Linked DNA regions of Sus scrofa: region 2 is linked to region 1. Evidence: chromatin contacts called from public Hi-C data. All regions are on one chromosome and are shown on one strand. The core of a region is the stretch at or near the end of the contact, and the rest is flanking DNA. Distances in the headings are between cores, read along the strand shown. Region 1 overlaps FAM171A1 (protein FAM171A1). Region 2 overlaps FAM171A1 (protein FAM171A1).

Region 1 (7,043 bases), core at 2,444-4,943:
GGAATGGCTCCTGAGAATTAAAGAGCTACGAACACTGGTTGCTTTAGAAGGCTCTTCTTGTCCTAAGAGCAGAACCAAGGAGTTCCCCTGGTGGCTCGGTGTGTTAAGAACCCAACTAGTATCCATGAGGATGCGGCTTTGATCCCTGGCCCCACTTAGTGGGCTAAGGATCCAGTGTTGCTGCAAGCTGTGGTGTAGGTCACAGATGTGCCTTGGATCTGGTGTTGCCATGGCTGTGGTGTAGGCTGGCAGCTACAGCTCAGATGCAACCCCTAGCCTGGGAACTTCCATATGCTGCAGGTGCTGCCCTAAAAAAAAAAAAAGAAGGAATTCCTTCACTTAGCAAATATTCATGTTGCAGTTTGGACAGACACCAAAGCACATCCTTCCAGCACATGGAGGAGAGTGAATGGTTTGGTAAGGAAGGCCACCTCTGGGGTGGTGTCTGCGAGTTCCCAGAGGCAGCCCAGACAGTCTGCACGGAAAATACAGCTTCTCAATAAACCAAGGAATGCCCATCATTCCAAACAGGCAAATTATACACAAGGGTCCTCCTAGTGTTATTTATAGTAACACAGAGCTGGAAACAACCTTCAGGCCCAGAATAGGGGCTCATTATATACCATATCCACAAGATAGAGTGTCTTGTAATCTTTAGCATACTTTTTTAGTGACAGGGGAAAATATCTATATGCTAAATCTAAGTTAAAAGTATACATGCAAAATATAACCTTCTTGCTATGTTATGAAAAATGGTAATAAATCAAAAGCAAAAAAAAAAAAAAAAAACCCAAAACCAAAAAACCAACTCTGGAAGGAACTATGCCAGAGTATAAATTTAGTTGCCTCTGAGGGATGGGGTTATCTGGGGAGTGGGGGGAGCTTTTTTTTTCTTTCCGTCTCTATGTATTTTTTTCTTCATTAATTTCCTCCCTTCCATTGGTGGTCAGGAGGGAAAACGGGTGAAAATTTCAGCTCCCTCCAGCCCCTCCTTGGCCGCAATGAAAAGGAGTTCAGATGTCTTAAGGCCTGAGCTTGGCACTACGGGGGACACCAGGTTGGTCTCCGGAGAATAGGGGTGGGTGGCCCCTGCGATCTAGGTCTCAGCGAGCCTGGTATGTTAGAGTAAGCTCTCTTAGTTGAAAAGAATGTTACTGAGCCCTTTCTGAATCACTCTGTATTTGCAGAAGTACTAAGTCTATTAGAATAATGGGGACTTCCTGTTGTGGCTCAGCAAGTTAAGAACCTGACTAGTCCCCATGAGGGCGCAGGTTTGATCCCTGGGCTCCCTCAGTGAGTTAAGGATCTGGCGTTGCCATGAGCTGTGGTATAGGTTGCAGATGTGGATCGGATCTGGCATTTCTGTGGCTGTGGTGTAGGCCGGCAGCTGCAGCTCCGGTGTGACCCATAGCCTGGGAACGTCCATGTGCCATGGGTATGGGCCTAAAAAGAAAAAGAAAAAGAAGAATCGGATGATGAGATATTAAAAGGTGATTTCTCCAGTGCACTGTCATGAGCACCCTTCTCCGTAGAGAAATTCAGCCACAGAGAAGGAAGCCCAGCCATTTCCTGTAATGATGAGAATGCGGATGACAAAGCAGTGGCTGACACCTACAGAAGGCTAGCCACGTGCCAGGCACAACGCTGAATATTCTGCTCTTGTCACACCATATATTCATGAAAGTGCACAAGGTGTTCAATATTCTTACTGTTCCCATTTTGCAGATGGAAGAACCAACTGAGAGATTAGATAAGTCAACCTGGCCACATGGCTCATAAGTGATAGAGCTGTAGGGCTCCAAACTAGAACCATCCTGCCTGTCTTTATCAGATGGATAGAGTACGTCTACACAGGCCAGGGGATGAGAAAAGTGGGACATGATGGAAACCTCTCTGAGTTCCCGTTGGGGCTCAGTGGGTTAAGATCCTGACTAGTATCCATGAGGATGTGAGTTAAGGGTCTGGCATTCCTGCAAGCTGCAGTGTAGGTTGTAGATCCGACTCAGATCGGGTGTGGCTGTGGCGTAGACTTACAGCTGTAGCTCCAGTTGGACCCCTGGCCTAGGAACCTCCAGATGCTGCGGATGTGGCCCTAAAAAGAAGAAAGAGAGAGAGAGGAAGAGAGGAAGGAAGGAAGGGAAGGAAGGAAGGAAGGAAGAGAGGGAGGGAGGGAAAGAAAGAAAGAAGGAAGGAAGGAAGGAAGGAAGGAAGGAAGGAAGGAAGAAAGAAAGAAAGAAAGAAAGAGAGAAAAAGAGGGAAGGGAGGGAGGGAAGAAAGAGAAAAAGAGGGAAGGGAGGGAGGGAAGAAAGGCGGAAGGAAGGAAGGAACTTCTGTATTCCCATGCATTGTGGTGGTGCTTGTATGGGTGTGTACATCTGTCACAGTTCATCCAACTGTACCCTTAAGATAGGTGGACTTTATTGCATCCAAATTATACCTCCATCAAGTTGGTTTAAAAAGGCCCGGAGGGGAGTTCCTGTCATAGCTCAGGGGTTAAGAACCCGACACAGTGTCCGTGCAGATGTGGGTTCAAACCCTGGTCTCGCTTAGGGGGTTAAGGATCCGGCGTTACCGTCAGCTGTGGTGTAGGTCACAGATGCAGCTCAGATCTGGTGTCGTTGTGGCTGTGGTGTAGACCGGCACCTGCAGCTCTGATTTGATTTGACCCCTAGTCCAGAAACTTCCATATGCCACAGATGTGGCCCTAAAAAGAAAAAGGCCTGGAGGTACCCTCTTTCCCTAATCCCACAGCAGAGTGATGGTGAGGACAGACAAGGCCCGACCACAGCACAGGGCACACAGGGCACAGCACACAGCACAGCCTGGACTCCAGGGGGAGAGGAGAGAGACTTAGCCCTGGGGGCGCTGGTGCAGCTCCTTTCCTGCTGCTGTAGCCTCCCAGGCTTGGGGGCCGGGGTCGGGGGTGGGGGGGGCATCCAGGGAGGGGGAGGAGGCAGGGTCCACACCCTCCCTGACCTTTCCCCCAGGTACCCGGGAAGGGGAGGCGGGCTTTGGGGGCTGGGATGGAATGCCTTCCTCTGCTCCAGGAATGAATGAGGTCGGGCCGGAGTCCCTGGAACGCTTTCCCCGGGAATCGCTGATTCTCGCACAGCGCTGCCTGCCACGTTCCGCCTGTGGTGTTGGGTCTCTGGCCAGACCCAGGAAACCTCTCCCTTCTATAGTAAACATGGTTCACGCTCCAGATGATGGTTTTCCCCACATTGCTGGCCTCAAAAAAAGACTTGCACATAGGCCAGGCTGCACCAGTTCCCATCTGCAAGGGTCCCCGTCTGCGGGGCTTTTCACCATGAGTGTTTGGTTAATCAGCTAAATGAAAGAATTCTAAAACATGCCCAATGGCCTTCTCTTTTGTGTCGGTGCCAATGACATCACGATCTCAGCGACGATGATGGCGTGAATTCAGGCCCGTGCTTTTATCCCGTTGTATGTGGCCTCCGGTGCGGAAGCCCCTTCCAGTGACAGGGTGGTGGTCTGTCCTACCCTGTGATCGGACGCCTGGAACCTCACCCCTCCCCCTCCGCGTCATCGGGTTTTGGCAGCGGGAGTTGGCTTCTCTGGTTCCGATCAGGGAAGCATATTGTCAACAGGAAATATCTGTCAGCGAGACAGAGAGGACTTCAGACCAGATAGTGGGAGGAGAGGCCAGATTCCTGCGTGTCCTGGCGTTCAGCTCTGGGGATCAAGGACATAGGGAAGGAGCCACTCCTGTTGGCTCAGAGTGTGGACGCAGTGCGGTTCTGCTCTCTTCTGGCAAGAACCGAAGTGCCCTCTTTTCAGAACAGTGGAGGCTAACTTTCCTGAGATCATACACTCCTACAAACCCATAAATGATTCTTTTTCATTTTTTCCAAGTTAAGAATGACAGTGTGAAGACTGAATGGAATTACTGGCTCAGGAAGGCTGTCCTTTTCTTTACCCTGGGAATGTTTATTTATGCACCTTAATTTTCCTTTTAGTGGGGATGTGCTTTATTATGAAAGACTTGGAGGAGTTCCTGTTGTGGCTCAGTGGGTTACAGACTCGACTAGTATCCCTGAGGATGCAGGTTCGATCACTGGCCTTGCTCAGCTAGGTAAGGATTTGGTGTTGCCATGAGCTGCGGTATAGGTCACAGATATGGCTCAGATCCTGCATTGCTGTGGCTGTGGTGTAGGCCAGCAGCTGTAGCTCCAATTGGACGCCTAACCTGGCAGCCTCCATATGCTGCAGGTGTGACCCCCAAAAGCAAAACAAACAAACAAATAAATAAATAAAAGACTTGGAGTTCCCTCGTGGTGCAGTGGGTTAAGGATCCAGCCTTGTCACTGCTGTGGCTCTGGTGATAGCAGTTGCTTGGTTTCAATCCCTGACCTGGGAACTTCTGCATGCTTGGGCACAGCCAAAAAAATAATAAATAAAAAACTTGGAAATAGGCAAAAGCACAGAAGTTGAAAATCTACAAGTACCTAGATCTCCTATGCTTAAAAATGGTCAGTTTCTCTTTTCCAGTAAAGTTAACTTGTTACAGTGTATCTAATTGATGTCTACAGTGTATCTAATTGATGTTGAAGCCCTCTGTGGTTTAGATATTATCTTCTCCCAATTCTTGCTGGATCCTTAGGAGGAAAGCTGAGTCTTCCTCTTTGACACCCTATGCACTTGTTAGGGTAATGAGGAGAGAGAAGTTACAGAAGGGAACATTTTAGGTCAGGAAAAGGAAGGATTTTCTAACATCCACAGCTCTCATCCTGGAATAGGCTGCCACCTGGGTCAGGGAATTCGAGGGCATTTCCGCCCCAGAGCAGAGATTCTCCTTCCAAGGACACTGAGGTCTCCCAGATTCCCTTTTTCCAGCTGATGATTCCTGGCACAGAGAGGAGGTTCTAGCATCGCAAAGCAGCGCCTGCTGATCAGAGTAGAAATTCCAAGGTGGAAGAAGCACATTCTTCTCAAGGGCTATAAGACTCCAGAACCCTGGAGCTGGTCCCCCAGACCCGTGCTCTGTTCCCGGCATCCAGGGAGGCACAGAGCTCACGCCAGAATGAAGTCACCCCTCTGCTTGCTTCATCAAGAACATCTTGCTCCAAAAGCAAAAACGTGCTGAACTGAGAAGAGTAGCTGATTTGCATGCCGGTGCCAGATTTTTTTTAAAAGTCAGAAGTTCAGTTTGCACGGTTAGTGCAACTTCAGTTTGAACCTCAGCCTGGAGGCACAGACAGACAGGGGAAGGTCTCAGAGAAGGCGGTGCTCTAGGCCCCCTGCCCTCTCCAGCCTCTCTGTACCAGGCTCCAGCCAGAGCAGTCACCACATTTGCCTCCTTGCTGTAGTGTTTTGCAGAGGGGACTCTAAGGCCAAACAGTCTTGAAAACAGTGGACTCATTTCCCAGCTCAGCAGCGCACATTGGGGGTGGGGTGAGGCTGACATGTCAGGAGAAATAGCGCCTCGGGTCTAACCTCGCCTCTTTCGACCTTGAGTGTGCTTTCCTCCTGTTGATCTTCCTTGAGCGCTTTTATAAGCAGGGGGCTCTTCGTCTCCCTCTTTGCTGGCCTTCTGATCTGCTCAGACTCGAAAGGCAGTGCTTGAATAACAGGCAGCTTTGGGGGCCTAGAACGTGCACCAGACCTAGCAGATGTGAGCCAAGGTTTCTGTCTAAGCCCCCAGAGCAGCATTTTAGAGCTTATTTGAGGTGGTGGGATCCCAGGGTGAATGGCAATTATGCTTTATTTACTATTGCCCCCCCCCCTCCTTTTGTGGCCACATATGCGGCATGCAGAAGTTCCTGGGCCAGGGATGGAACCCGAGGCATGGGAGCGACCCAAGCAGCTGCAGTGACAACACTGGATCCTTAACCCATTGTACCACCAGAGAATTCCTACTGTTCCTTTTTAATGACAAGAGGAAGATCACATCTGTTTTTAAAGGAGGAAACAAAAGCATTTGCACAGAGGTTGCATCACACAGACTGGAGCCTTTATATGCCATTACCTACTGCTGAAGCCAAAGGACCCAAAATAATTAAAAGAGAATACAGGTTTAATTTTTTTTCTATCTTCTCCATCCATTCCAACTTACTGAAATGTTAAATACAAATGGAAATTTTTGAAATGCTGGAGTTTTCCTGTGGCGCAGCAGAGTAAGGATCCAGCATTGTCATTGCAGCAACCCAAGCCACTGGGGCAGCGGGTTTGATCCCTGGCCCAGGAACTTGTACAAGCCAGTGGATGTGGCCAAAAAAAAAAAAAAAAAAAAGCTTTGAAATGCTGCATCGAGATTATATCTGTGCTGGCAGAAGGCTTGTCGCATATTGTGCTCATAAAAGCACAAACGCCTGCTCAGTCGTCAAACAGGAATGCTTAGACTTGCAGTTTGAAAATAGGTGGCCTGTTCTTGAAAGGGAAGTCGCTAGTTGTAAATGTGTATTGTTTTAGGGAACAGGGAAGACCCGATGAACTGTAAGTGCGTGAAAAGATGACGCTCAGAACAAAAGTGCATCAGGGCATCCTCCATCCTGGATCCCTCAGGTTCCCTGAGCCCAGTGCTACCTGGACTCTGTTCCTCCTGCGGTTAAGGTCCATCCTGCTGGAAACCATTGGGAGCTGCTTCCCAGACCCTCGGAGGTAGAGAGGGAGAGAGAGGATTTCTGGAGGATTGATGCTTAAAGACCCACCAGGTCTTTAAGAAGAAAGGTTTGTTTTAAAGTCAGGCCAGCTGAGGAGAGCTTCTAGAGGGCTTTTAGGGTAGAGGCGCAGCCAAGAGGGAGCAGGCTGCTGCTTCTCTGCAGACCTGGCCCAGGCCCGTCACAGGGTACCACCCTGCCGGGCCACAAAACCAGTCCAGCTTGCCTCTTAACTCTGCTGTTTTTAGGGTATTTTTAAGCTTTTTAGGTCACACTTACCTTTACTGTAGGCAGGGGACATCACCTGCTCTGTGTCATGAGATTCTTACCAATATCAAATAATAGGACCTATGTTCTTTCGAAACTGTAACATCCTCTCTCTCTCTATATATATATATATATACACACACATGCGTGTATATAAAT
Region 2 (7,043 bases), core at 1,226-3,725, 83 kb after region 1:
GCCGTGTCTGCAACCTACACCACAGCTCATGGCAACGCCGGATCCTTAACCCACTGAGCGAGGCCAGGGATCGAACCCAAAACCTCATGGTTCCCAGTCGGATTCGTTAACCACTGAGCCACATCGGGAACTCCTGCTTATCTATTCTAAATGGAATAGTTTGCACCTACTAACCCCAGTCTCCCTGTCTGTCTATGCCACTCCCTCTCCCCTCCCCCTTGGCAACCACACGTCTGCTCTCCATGTCTGTGAGTCTGTTTGTGTTCTGTAGATGCTCTTGGGGTTTTCTAAGCAGGAGCAACCTGGATCCTCCCCATCTGTCTGAGCAGCACTGAGGCCCCACGGGGGTGGGGCGTGCCTGCTCTTTGTACCGTGACCACAGGCGCACCAGTCACATAACTTCCTCAACAAAAGAGGCTCTATAGATGTCTGTTTGTCCTGCTCCGCAGTCACTGGTGACAATTCCCAGCACGGGCTCCTCGGCCACAAGTACAATAGTCTCGTATGTGTGTGGCTTCTCAGGTGGGAAAGCCTCCTCCTCCCACACTGTCGGGATTGCAGTAATGAGAGGCATATGTTTCCAGTACACAATTCATTAATTCTTGCGTTCCCTACAGCTAATTTCCTCCCACAAAACACAGAAAGCTTGGAAATGGCGTTTGCCAACAACAGCATGATTGCTGAATCCCAAATAAAGAAATCACCCTTTCTTCACTGAATACGAATACATTTTTACAGAAAACTGAGGCCAAAAGAAAGGCCCCGTTCCAAGCTGGCCTTGTTCCCTCTGGTCTGAAGGAGTGGGCTCCCCGTCTTAGCTGCACTTCCGGAAGGAGATCTTTCCTGCCAGACACACCCAGCTTTGCACGGAAGGTCATCTGATGTTATTTGGGGGGGTGGGGTTTGCATGTCAGGCTCTCACACTCAATACTATGGTGTTGCCATGCCAAGGATAATGCTGGGTGCAGAGGAGACAGAAGGAGCAGAGGACTCGGGCTCACACCAGCAGAGAGGATGTTGGGCATCAGATAGGAGGTTAGCAACTTAGGCAAGGTTTGCTTCTGGAAATTGGATCATGGAGGAACATGCCCTGGGGTCCCTGAGCCGTGGAAGACCCCTGCATGCTGGAGGGACTTGGAGTAAACGCAGGACTTGATCGTGAAGTTGGGCAGATTTTTGGAAGAGAGGAAAGCCATGTGTGGTAGGAACAGCAGTTGAGGGCAGAGTCACAGAGGATGTGTTGTGAGGACAGGTACGCGTTGGGAGGGCCAAGCTAGGAAGAACGGGGGCGGGCTGTGGGGGGTCAGAGCAGCCGTGACCTCGCCTCCTCTGTGCCTCCAGGGACAAGCCGGTGGCCTCCCATTGCTCCTGGCACTGGAAGCCCTGCCCAGCCCTGCCCAGCCCTTCCCAGGCTCCCTCCTTCCTGCCCCGCTGGCCTCCCCCCACCCCGGGAATCTTCTGTGCCTCTGTGGATGCTTGTCCTTTCTGCTCCCCCAGCCCCACCCCCCAGGTGACAGTCCTGTCAGTTCCCCAGAGCCCAGCTCACCCCCAGCCTTCCCTGCCCACCCCAGGGGCACCCTCACTGCACTCCCAGAGCGGCTTGTAGGTGCTTTTCTGGCTTTTCTGGCTCCCACCAGCATCACAGGCTGGACTTGGGGGCCTGTTAGCTGGGTGTGGGTGTGGGTGGGGGGGTGTCTGTCTGTCTGTCTATCTAGCCAATAGGCTCGCCCACAGGCTAACTGTGAGATGTTTGAAAAGGCCACTTCCACTTGGACTGTGGCTGCGTCAAAAGCCAAGGCAGTGTAGTCGGCCAGGTAGGTGGTTTGCCCTTGAACCAGCACAAATGAGGACTCGGAGCCTCCAGCTCTTTTCCTCCGGGTCCTTTAGCCTAATCCTGGTATCCGCTCCCCTTGAAGAGCAGTGACTCAAGAATCTAATCTGGGGGAAACTGCAAACCAAAGAATGCAAGCCGCTTCCTGGCTGATAGGAGATCCTGGCAGGGCTGCTCCTGTGGGAGTGGGGTGGGGTGTGTTAGTCATGAGCTAATCAGCGTGGGTTCCCCCGCTTCCCCAGGGGAAGCTGGAAGTGGTGGCAAACAATCCGTTCTCTGCCTCCAGGCAGACTTCCTGACCCAACCCAGAAACCCTTTAGCCGCATGTGTCAAACGCCCTCTGCTTCCCTTCCTCAGCAGCCCCCTGGAGTGAGTGATGCTCCGAGCAGCTGAACCATTTCTGGGTGGATGCTCTCAGCCAATGACCCTGCGTTCAGCATCCTTGTCCTTAGACTCATTTTGGAAACCCTCCCGGTCATGGTCTCCTCTAACTTGAATCTAAATCCTCCAGAGCCATGATTCAGCCTGTTGCGTTGGGGGCATCAGACCTCGCCTTCTGACGCCTGGCCTCTCCGGGAAGTGGGGGGGCGGGGATGTGCTGGGGAAGCATTGCTGGGCCACCTACTACATTTGAATGCTGCTATGGCAACTCATAGGCCCTAGAAGCTGTGCCAAGTATTGTTTCTTTCCTGCAAGGGGAGTGAGCCACTCTTGCCACCTCGGTGATGTGTATACCTAGGAAAGATGGGGGTGGGGGAATATTTGGTGCACAACTGGTGCATTGAGGCCCAGGGTGGGCAGGATTCCACGTGGCCTTGTCAGGGGGCTGGTGATCCTAGGAGGAGCCCCATGTGAGTGCCCAGTGTCTCCGGGCTGGTGGGTCGGGTGGGTGCGCCCACACCATGGGGAGGCCAGGTCAGCACACTCTTGCCTCCTGGGCCTCAAAGCAAAGTTTTCTGCGGGCGAGACAGGTGACAGCCGCATGGGCCCTTGGGCGATGCGGCCTGCTCCTGGAAACCTTACAAAGTGAAAAGATTATCAAAGGCTGGCAAGTTTTGTAGGACACACAGCAGGGCTGAGTGGAAGAAATAGCACTGGGCTTGAAGACAGACAGACAGACGGACCTAGGCTGCCCTGCTCTGTTCTCTACCCCAAGGCCTCAGAAGAGTGCCGTGTCTCACCCATCTCCAGCGTCCTTGTCCAAACGGGGAAAATAAGTCCTACTCGGGAGGGTGGTTGTGACAACTATGGATAACGTACACACAAAACACATAGCCGTAACCAGCCAGCTCACAGTGGGTACTCGTTAATGTTAAAGACTAGTTAAAGTAGTGACGGAAAGACAGCACCAGCCTGGACTTACTTAGTGTCTCCCAACCTTAGAGCCAACAGGAAGCTTCTTAAAATACTCACCTAAGCCAGGGTTACGGGTTAGAATCTGCCCATAAGAGGGAACCAAGGAATCTGTATATTGCATTTTTAAAACTTCCCCAAGCAACTCTGATGTCACCAGTCTGTGATTCCGGAGAGGAAATCCGTTTATTTGCTGGAGGATGAAGCATAGCCACAGTGCCAGAGTTTTCCCTCTTCTTTCCCCGCCCCCTAACCGTTTCCAGGCTGTACCTTGATTCTGTTTCTAAACTCCAGAGGCTTCTGGAGGAGCTCGGCCAAGATGGCATAGTCGTAAACTGGAAAGGCTTCTGCTATAACATTTTCCGTGTTTGGAAGCGGGGATGTGCATGCGATAAAGGAGCTGAAAGTAATTGAGTCAGAAAGGCCAAGAACATAGTCCGACTCTTTCCTGAAAGGTAGGGAAAAGAATTCCTGCAGAGGAGTTTGCATCGTGGCTCAGTGGAAATGAACCCAACTAGTATCCATGAGGGTGCAGGTTTGATCCCTGGCCTTGCTCAGTGAGTTAAGGATCCGGCATTGGCTTGAGCTGTGGTGTAGGTCACAGACTTGGCTTAAATCTGGTATTGCTGTGGCTGTGGTGTAGGCTGGCAGTTGCAGCTCTGATTGGACCCCTAGCCTGGAAACTTCCCTCTGCCGCAGGTGTGGCCCTAAAAGGACCAAAAAAAAAAAAAAAAAAAAAAAAAAGAATTTCTGCAGAAAGCAGAATGCAGTCCCTCCCTGATAGCCTGACCCCTTGGGCTCTCGAATGGGTTGTAAACATGACACTTAAGGTGATCTGGACTGTGCTTTTAAGCCTCAAAGAGGAGTTGAGCAGGCCTCCGGCTGAAGTGTTTTTCTGCATTTCACAGGAACGTGGCTGAAGAGTGGTCTCGGCCTTGTGCACCAGGAAGGCAGCCAGCTGACGTGGACCTACATTGCCCCTCAGTTGGGGTACTGGGTGGCAGCCATGTCACCCCCCAACCCAGGTAACAGGATCCCCAACACCTGCAGGGATGGGGATTGATGCCTTTGAGGGTTCAGGCTAAGTGTACTTTGGAAAGTTCCCAAGGTGGCTTAGCAGTAACAAGCCCAACTAAGTATCCATGTGGACGGGGGTTCAATCCCTGGCCTCGCTCAGTGGGTTGAGAATCCGGTGTTGCTGTGAGCTGCGGAATAGGTCACAGACATGGCTCAGATCCTGAGTTGCCGTGGCTGTGATGTAGGCCGGTGGCCGTAGCTCCAATTTGACCCCTAGCCTGAGAACGTCCATGTGCCATGAGTGGGGACCTAAAAACACAAAGAAAAAAAAAAAAAAAAAGTGTCTTCAGCAGGGAGATCACATCTTCCTCAAAAATGGTTGAAAGTATGAAAAAAATCGAACAATGAGAGGAAGCTGTTTTGTGGGGGTGGGGAGTTCTGGTTGGAAGTCTCCCATCGAGGATAAGAATAATGCATAGAAAATAGTCTCGAATCTCTGTTTTGCTCAGACAGCTGCTGTAGGGAATTCTTAATCCAAAGCCCACAGAGGCGGTCTGGATCTCCTCCCTAATTCCTGAAACAGCTGTGGCCCGTGTAAGAAAACACGTGAGGAAAGGAACTCACCCTTGGAGGCTTCTTGGGGCCAAAACCTTGACTGGGCATTTGTAAAAGGCTTCACAGCAAGCCTGTTGTTTCGCATCTAAAAGAAGATTCAGGAGTTCCTGCTGTGGTGCACCAGGATTGGTAGCATCCTGCAGCACCAGGATGCAGGTTCAATCCCCAGCCCGGCACAGTGGGTTAAAGGATCTGGTATAAGTTGCACCTGTGGTTTGGATCCAATCCCTGGCCCAGGAACTCCATATACCGAAGGGCGGGGAAAAAAAAAAAAAAAATCCTCTCCATTTAGGATACGTGAATTAACTTGTATTTTTCAAAATATGACTAAAATCTTTTTGTGTTGGCGGCAGGAAGGGGCTTTGGCCATGCCCACGGCATTTAAAAGTTCTCAGACTGGGAATCAGACCTTGAGCCACAGCAGCGATCCAAGCCACTACAGTGACAATACCGGATTCTTAATCCTCTTTGCCACCAGGCAAACTCCCTAAAATTTGTTTGTTTTTTAGGGCCGCACCTGCACCATATGGAAGTTTCTGGGCTAGGGGTCCAATCAGAGCTACAGCTGCCACCCTGCACCACAGCCACAGCAATGCCAAACCTGAGCCACATCTGAGAACTCTGCCGAAGCTCATGGCATTGCCAGATCCTTAACCTACCGAGCGAGGCCACAGGCACTATGTCGAGTTCTTAACCCACTAAGCCACAGTGGGAACTCCCTAAGAATCTATCTTAATGTTGGTAGAGGCAGATTGACAGCAATAGTGAAAACCTCCCCAAATTGTAACACTTGGGCACTTACTGGTGTCCGGGTGTTCTGGCAGAGCACCAAAAGATGGGAAGGAATGTGGTTATATGTTATGTCAAAGTGGTATTATTGTGATTACTAAACACCATGAACACCCATTTATTGGTTGATTTTTGATATTCTATGAGATAGATTTTTTTAAAAATCTTCGGAAGGAGCTAAATCTCTTAAAAGCTAGCTAAACCCAAGGAGACTTGCTGATTTTTGAACATAGAGTCATTATTTAAGTTCAGAAGATAACACTTTATCTCCCAATTATAAATCATTTCAATGGAGTGGGAGTTAATATTTGCAAAAGCTGGAAAAATTACTGACAACTATATACAGCCTTAATTGTTCAGAGAGGCTTTTTTTTTTTTTTTTTTTTAAACATAGGGAAAATCCCACAGACATAGGTAATGCCTTGGCAGGAGTTCCCCAAATAAAATCATTTCCACATAACTGAAGCTCCATCCTTTTAAGTACTTAAAATTTATTATTTTAACTTCTGCCAGTGGAAATCTTTATAAAATTCACAGCCATATTTTCTTCTTAACTAGAGAATGAAAGAGAAAACCCTAATTTTTTTTCTTTTTTTTTTTTTTTGGCCACCCAGAAAGAAAGAAAGAAAAAGATAGATTCTTAATACTGTTGAACATAAGGAGTGAGTAAAGTACCAGGATCTTGGGATTCTTCCCAATGTAAATTCAAAGAAAATATGTTTACCTCTGTACCTTTGTCTCTAAGTTCTGGAGAGTTCTGCGACTACATCAGGTTGGCCAATTTGAAAACATACTAGAAAGGAAGCTTTTATTTATTTTTTTTTAATTTTTTTATTTTTTGTCTTTTTGCTATTTCTTGGGCCACTCCCGTGGCATATGGAGGTTCCCAGGCTAGGGGTCGAATCGGAGCCATAGCCACCAGCCTACACCAGAGCCACAGCAACGCAGGATCTGAGCCGCGTCTGCAACCTACACCACAGCTCACGGCAACGCCAGATCATTAACCCACTGAGCAAGGGCAGGGACCGAACCTGCAACCTCATGGTTCCTAGTCAGATTCGTTAACCACTGCGCCATGATGGGAACTCCGGAAGCTTTTATTTTTAAAAACGGGAGGCAGTTTAGAAACCCTGGATACCCCTGTAATAAGCTGTGGATTATTTTCTTAAGTCATAGTACATTTATTTAACTATTCAATTGATTCATTTAGGCCATGGGCTCTCTACATAGTAATCATTGCCCAGGGAAAGTGAGAATAAAACCTCGTGATTTTTTTTTTTTCCTCCCACAGGATCATAAAATCCTAGGTTGTCAGGCCATGTCTCTGAGTAGATGAGTCCCACTCATTGCATGATCCTGAATCCAGTTTGCTTTTATTAAAAGGTCACATATTGTGGAGTTCCCACTGTGGCGCAATGGGATCAGGGGCCTCTCTGCA

What was found. Hi-C and Micro-C count contacts between places; a contact is called where the count stands out from the background.
Region 2: a contact with region 1 is called in a Hi-C map of liver, with 20 times the contacts expected there. The contact joins two enhancer-like sites. A contact is called at or near these places in 9 of 47 Hi-C or Micro-C datasets (embryonic fibroblasts, heart right ventricle, liver and 3 more) and 1 of 2 datasets of contacts at active chromatin or transcription factors (skeletal muscle).

The regions. Positions count from the first base shown.
Region 1 is chr10:46,505,123-46,512,165 of Sscrofa11.1, forward strand. All of the region lies in intron 1 of FAM171A1 (protein FAM171A1), which reads left to right. Among named protein-coding and RNA genes, the nearest start is that of FAM171A1, 59 kb to the left of the region's middle. Within about 2 kb of position 3,694, at least 31 of the 83 cell types and tissues checked have an H3K27ac peak or open chromatin away from gene starts, as enhancers often do. A contact at or near this core is called in liver, mesenteric adipose tissue and retroperitoneal adipose tissue, where this site is marked.
Region 2 is chr10:46,589,511-46,596,553 of Sscrofa11.1, forward strand. It overlaps FAM171A1 (protein FAM171A1), which reads left to right. Exons shown (of 8, transcript XM_003130736.6): 6 at 4,093-4,209. Among named protein-coding and RNA genes, the nearest start is that of NMT2, 54 kb to the right of the region's middle. Within about 2 kb of position 2,476, at least 27 of the 83 cell types and tissues checked have an H3K27ac peak or open chromatin away from gene starts, as enhancers often do. A contact at or near this core is called in liver, mesenteric adipose tissue and retroperitoneal adipose tissue, where this site is marked.